Regions from separate parts of the Gossypium hirsutum genome. Here region 2 is linked to region 1. The links are chromatin contacts, called in public Hi-C maps. All regions are on one chromosome and are shown on one strand. The core of a region is the stretch at or near the end of the contact, and the rest is flanking DNA. Distances in the headings are between cores, read along the strand shown. Region 1 holds the start of LOC107910037 (protein WVD2-like 7). Region 2 has its middle 25 kb from the start of LOC107910033.

The links. Hi-C and Micro-C count contacts between places; a contact is called where the count stands out from the background.
Region 2: a Hi-C map of leaf shows a contact between it and region 1, with 3 times the contacts expected there. The contact joins the enhancer-like site here to the promoter of LOC107910037 in region 1. A contact is called at or near these places in 2 of 34 Hi-C or Micro-C datasets (both in leaf).

The regions. Positions count from the first base shown.
Region 1 is chrD02:54,654,093-54,657,218 of Gossypium_hirsutum_v2.1, forward strand. It overlaps LOC107910037 (protein WVD2-like 7), which reads left to right and starts at 1,710. Exons shown (of 9, transcript XM_016837776.2): 1 at 1,710-2,080; 2 at 2,926-3,126. The coding sequence starts at 2,039.
Region 2 is chrD02:54,771,818-54,775,014 of Gossypium_hirsutum_v2.1, forward strand. No RefSeq gene overlaps it. Among protein-coding and RNA genes, the nearest start is that of LOC107910033, 25 kb to the right of the region's middle. Within about 2 kb of position 1,369, at least 4 of the 9 cell types and tissues checked have an H3K27ac peak or open chromatin away from gene starts, as enhancers often do. A contact at or near this core is called in leaf, where this site is marked.

The sequences.
Region 1 (3,126 bases), core at 460-2,959:
GGCTTTTAGCAACCTACAAAAAAGAGTTTAAGGGGGAAATTTATGTTTAGCCAGAGAGCTTTGTATTTTTTAAGATTTGAGGGATTGTTTTAATTTTTTTCTATCTTATACTCTTCTTCGGTTATTCGTCGTTTTTAGTGAAGTTTTTCTTTACCCGTGGTTTTTTATCTTTGAGTTTTTTTATGTAAATATTTGTATCTAATTTTCTTTATTCATTCTTGTTTGTTGCTTAATTTGAATTTATCTCCAACAAATATCATTAAATCTATAATAAAAATAAATTTAGTCAATCATTTTATTAAACAAGAAATATTAATAAATATAAAGATCCAGAAGAGAGAACAAATTACATTAGTAGTTTAGTTTGCAACCCCTACTAGATTAAAAAATAAACTTTCAATTGTTTTTTTTCCGATAGGCATATTACCCACGATATCTAATTGATTCTAATTTTCCGATAGGATAATAATCCATATATCTCTATTATGACAAAATTTTTAATTGAATTAATTGGATTTATTAATCAAATTTCAATTTCATTAGGTAATTATTAAAATTTCGTTCTTTTTTTTATAAAATAATTTATATTATTATGATGTGATTTGATTTGAATAAAGGGCACATTAAATATTAAATATGTAATTTTATAATTTTAATTAAAATATCAATTGATTTTTATGTTATATATATTTCTATATAAAGATTAAACGCTTTGATTTAATGAGAATATTAAAATGATTATAAATCTCATTTATATTAATTAAAATTTTTAATTATATATTATCTTATTTTTAAAAGGTTTTGTTATGTACTTATGATCATTAACTCGAGAATCAGATAAGGTCCAGGTCGCCCACCCGTGATCTGGAAGTTTGTAAAGGAAGTTTGCGGTCTCAGTTTACACTCACTTGGTGCTCGCAAGGGGAGCTTGTTGTCTCTGCTCATATATATCTAAGGAGCTTGCATGTGGGGTCACGAAGTCTAGTAAACAACCTAGAATAGTACACATGTCCTGTATGCATAGAGTCTACTAAGAAAATTAATTTTATAAACACTAACCATGTATATAAATATTCGATTGTCCCATTTAATGAGACGCAACAAAAAAAATTTACTCATCAAGTTTATATATTTTTTATACTACAATTAAATTGATTAAAATGATTTGATTCTAATTAAAAAAAAGAAACAAATATTGAATAAATAGCCACATGATGATGGAATTTTTTTTAACAAATATATAGCGGAAATTAAACTTAAAAGATTTCGATTTTATTATTTCAAAAAAAAATTACATGAAAAATTGTACATAAACAGTGGATTAATCTTATTAATCTCTTACAAATTATAATATAAAATAAGCTTTAAGTAACTTAAGAAAAAAATGTTAAAAGTATTCTCGGCCTTCAGAGACCCCATAGTGACCATAAGTCGTAAAAGCACTGCTGGGAAAGTCAACAACAGATAAATGAAGCTCAAACGTGGGACATTACCCAACACTTGCATTGCCAACCATACCAGAAAACGGTGTCGTTCCCAATCCGAATGCGAGCTTTCTCTAGATCTTCTTCCTCCTCTGAAGTCTGATCCATAATCACAGCCGTCCGATTATAAGTGCGGTGATGATCTGATGAGGACAAGACAAAAAGGACAACCAACCCCACATGATAAAAGGGTTTTTTTTAACGAAAATAAATAAATAATGATTGAATTGATGGATCAACCTTTTTAAGCTCTTCATTACGTTCACAAACTTTCTACTCTTACTACTATACACAAACAAATTCACAATTTTTATTCCTTTTTTTAGAAAGATCTGAAAATAAACGAGAAAAACAAACAAAACAAAAAAAAACCTTGGAGCTTTGGCTTTTTTTGTTTTTGGCGTGTTACTCGCAAAGCACTTTTAGTTAAGATTCGTGTATTACTGTTGAAGTTGTGAAGAAATGTGTTTTGTTTTGAATTTGATTGACTGGATCCGTTTGATACGCTGGGGATGTAGCTTCCTCACTCTTGAATTTTGAGGTAACTGCTGCGAATGGCGGGAGAGTTTCAAGAGCCTTTCAACATTAGTTTTCTGGTAAATTTTCTTGCTCTTTCTTTCCTTTTGGTTAGGTGTTTGGAATTTCTATTATGTGTTTCATCAATGGAATTATATTTGTCAACTGGATAATTGTTGTAGTGCTTACTGAATATTGTGAAACCGGTTTATGTTTAGAAATGGTGGAATCTCAATTTGTTTTTAACTAATGAAATGATAATCTCACTTATGAAGTTTAAAACAAGAAAAAAAAATTGTAGTGGTTGGTTCACTTCATTTGCAAAACGAACTTACTTCATGTTCATAGTTTGTACATATATATCCCCTTTTGGATGACTCAAGTTCATTTACTTGCTATTTAGGTTTCAGTTTCTCTAGTCCATATCTCGATTAGTTCTAGTTTGATCATGATCACTGTTTCCTATCTCAATTTTTGATGATATTATTGAATAAAATGTCATGTATTCACAAAAACATACATAATGTATCTCAGACAAAGAAATGCAATTGTTCTTAGGAGATGGTATGTATGTTAGCCATTAGTTTTGACATTAACTTATAATTATAGTATTAGATATGTTAGTTATTCTTTTTCAAACTTCAAATTATCTATGGAACCACTTTTGTGTCATTAGAAATGTCTACTATATTATTTTTGAGAAGTTGAAAATCTACAGAAGATTGTCTTTAGCTATAATGGCTTACGGTATCTCAAGTACCTCTACCAATGGGTATTTAAGTGCTGGTGAATTTTGATCTTGCTAACCATTTTTATGAGTTTCTGATCCATGAACTGGATCATAAAATACGATTTACTTTATTCTCTGATAACTTGTCCACCTATTTGATTTATTCTAACTCCACATTCTTTTCAATCTTGGCAGACAGAATCTTTGCATTCTGGTTCTATATCATTTGGCAGATTTGAAAATGAGCCCTTAGCTTGGGAAAGGAGATCCTCTTTCTCACACAATAAATATCTTGAAGAGGTTGAGAAATTCTCGAAACCAGGTTTAGTTATAGAGAAGAAAGCTTACTTTGAAGCTCACTTCAGGAAGAAGGCACTTCTTCTCCAAGGTTCATCC
Region 2 (3,197 bases), core at 119-2,618, 120 kb after region 1:
CTATTAAAATGGTGAAATTGCATTTTTGCTATCGTAAAAATTACAATTAAATTTTGGCCCCCTTAAAAAAAATTTAGTTTTGCCCCTGATTCCAAGCCCAACCATGTTGAAGCTTATTAACCAAAATAAGTTTCTCCGAAACCAATCCAACGACAAAGGTTCATGTCCTCTTTATCTCCTCTTCACAACTAGGCTCCAGAAGCTAATGAACCTCAAATTGATACTGGTGGATCTTGCGATCCCTACTTTGACCTCCACCTCCCATTTCTACAAGCAATGAGTAGTGATAAAAAAATTGGAATGTCACAAATATTTAACTTTATGAACTGAAAATAAATCAATCTAACTCAGATTTGCAACACATATATCTAAATGTTCTTTGATGTTATTTTCTAGTAACCTGCCACGCTCCTAAGTAAAACAAGGACCTTAGAAGCCTAGATCAACCAACCAACAATCACCTAGAGTTGCTCGAAAATCTGACATGCACCTTTCATTACAAGTCCAACTCACGCACTTCTTAAAAGAGTAAGCAATTTCGTTAAAATCCCTATAAACTAACTATCACATATCTATATTTTAGCAAATTTATCTTAACAGATCCCATGACTCCCTACGACGATGCTCATCTGAGGCACCACAAAACTCTATCAATCATCCAAATCTGCTCTAAAATCCACCATGCACCTTTCATTATGAATTTGACCCTTGCGTTTCTCAAAAGAGTAAGCAATTTCGTTAGAATCCCCAAAACTAACCACGACTTATCTAAATTTTAGCAAAGTCATTTTAACAAATCCCATGACTACCCACGATGATGCTCCTTCGGGGTACCATAAAACTCTATCAATCTCTAACTACATCAATCTTCATGTATATGAACATCGATATGACCATGTGAGAAACTCCTCAAAGTAATCTGGTAATTTTGTTTCCAAGCCAAATATAAACCACCTCTACTACAACTGAACTTACATTAAAACCATTAATATAGTCACACTTTCTCTTAAACTTTTCCATCCTTGTAGCCTATAGCTTAGTTTCTATCAAGAACATTATAGTGGGTTGACATGCCTGAGTAAAAATTGAAGTTGACGGATTGTAATAAGATTCCCCAATCCATGGACATTCTAGCTAAGGGCCTTCTTGGTGTTTAGTTAGTTTAGCTCTCCAGACCTACCTATAACTCATTATGATGTGCAAAAGATTGCCAATTGGATGCTACAGTTGAAGCATCTTTATTCGCCCTTGAAAAAATACAAGTCGAGACCCTTAACTACTTTTTCCCATCAACAATCTCTATAGGCCTATCTTTTGAATCAAGGCCCATTTGTTGGTTCTGACCCATCTCAGCCCCATCCTTATCTATCTCCTTACTATCTCCACATTTAAGATGACCCCCTAAATTTAATCCTAGATTGATGCTAACTTCATGCATAAAATTTCATTTTGGAAAAACCTCTTTGATATTCTCTTCAGTCAATTTTATCCCCCAAAATCTAGGGGTAATTTGTCCACTTTCCTCTCGCAACCAACAACTAGATAGCAAGGTAGCTCTCTAACTTCAAGCCCTTAACGAGATATCCTATTTGAAAACTGCTCTTTTGGCTTGATACATTTTGGGCAAAAATTTCCTCGTGTCCAAGACAACCACACACAAAGCAAAACAAAGTAAATCTTTTATATTGAAAGTTGAGATAGACCTCTTAAGTTTGTGAAAATGCAATCTTCTTCTTTCTCTTTAGCGAAAGACATACATGCACATGAACTTGAACTCCCATATACTTGCGATACCCAGAGCTTATAGATTTCAAATCATAACCGATAAAAAGTACCAAAAGGTCTTGAAATTGAACCCAAAAAACAAGAAATAACGAAACTCTTAAATGATCTTCACGCTTTTCAACCTTCTAAACCAACAAAAGGTGATTATTGAAAGTGCAAGACCCCCCTTCCATAATCCTATTGATAACAAAATCATAATAAAACTTTTCTCCTCGAGATTCGATTTTGAAACACCACCCCCCGAATGTCACAAATTAACCAATGTGTTCCTCATAGACTTAAAATGAATAACACTAGCAGTAAGAAAGCGCCTTACAAAGCAATAGTCAAGATCCTGATTAATATCTTCACCATCGTATCAGTTTGTCAAGCCTCATCGTCTCCTTCTTTGATCAACAATCATGCAAGAGCAACCTCTATCATGAAGACAACAAGATCCCAAAAAGAGAAAAACCCAACAAAATGACAAAAAAGAAGAGAAAATGGAAAAAAGTGTGCCACAAAAATAGATAAAAAAATGTACCACAAGAGCAAACGGAGAAAATATGTCACAAGAGTAGACTCTAATATTTAAAATTATATAATAACTACTCATTCATTGTTTTTATCCAACCTCAAGTAATAAACTTACTTTATTATTTAAAAATTAAAATTAAATTAAAATTTATATTTTTTTAATAAATTGAAATTCAACCTTGAAATATTTATGTTGAGTGGTGAGAATGAAATTAGATTGAAAACCTAAAATGTTAACAGATATATAAAGGAATTTACATAAATGGTTACAAGTGCCTTAATAGTCCACACCACTGTTTTATCATCTGGGATTTGGAAAAATCACAAATATAGTAATTTGACCCCATCACGCAATCATCAAATTTAATGAAAGAGTGATTCTAGAGACCCTTCCCATTGTAATTTACCCATTAAATTGCTGGTTGCTTACTCTAGTCATAGCATTTCGGTTCCTATGATCCAAATCTCGTCAGCTTTGAGTTGGCATTTGATTTACTTTTTGATTCAAAACATGGAATTTGGGTTATGAATTTATGAGTCTATCAACAAAGGAGGCAGCAGAAAGAGAGAGGAAAGTGGAGATTTTAGCCAACACCACCACCGCCCAATCACTATTCTATAACAAGGCTTTATTCTTTTGTTTGTTCTAACACGTAATTTCTTCCTACCAAAGCAATTAGGCTGATTATTAGGATTTTTTTTTTTTGTTGGGGTGGGGCGCACTGACTCTACTTATACGGTTAGAGGGAAGTTGAGAGGCTGGCAGGTGCTATAAAATTTTAGTTTTCCTTTAAATAATAATAAAATTGTAAATTAATATAAGATAAAATTTTTTTAATTTATTAAATATAAAAAAATATTTAATCCTTTAAAAATAATGAAATTATATCATGTTG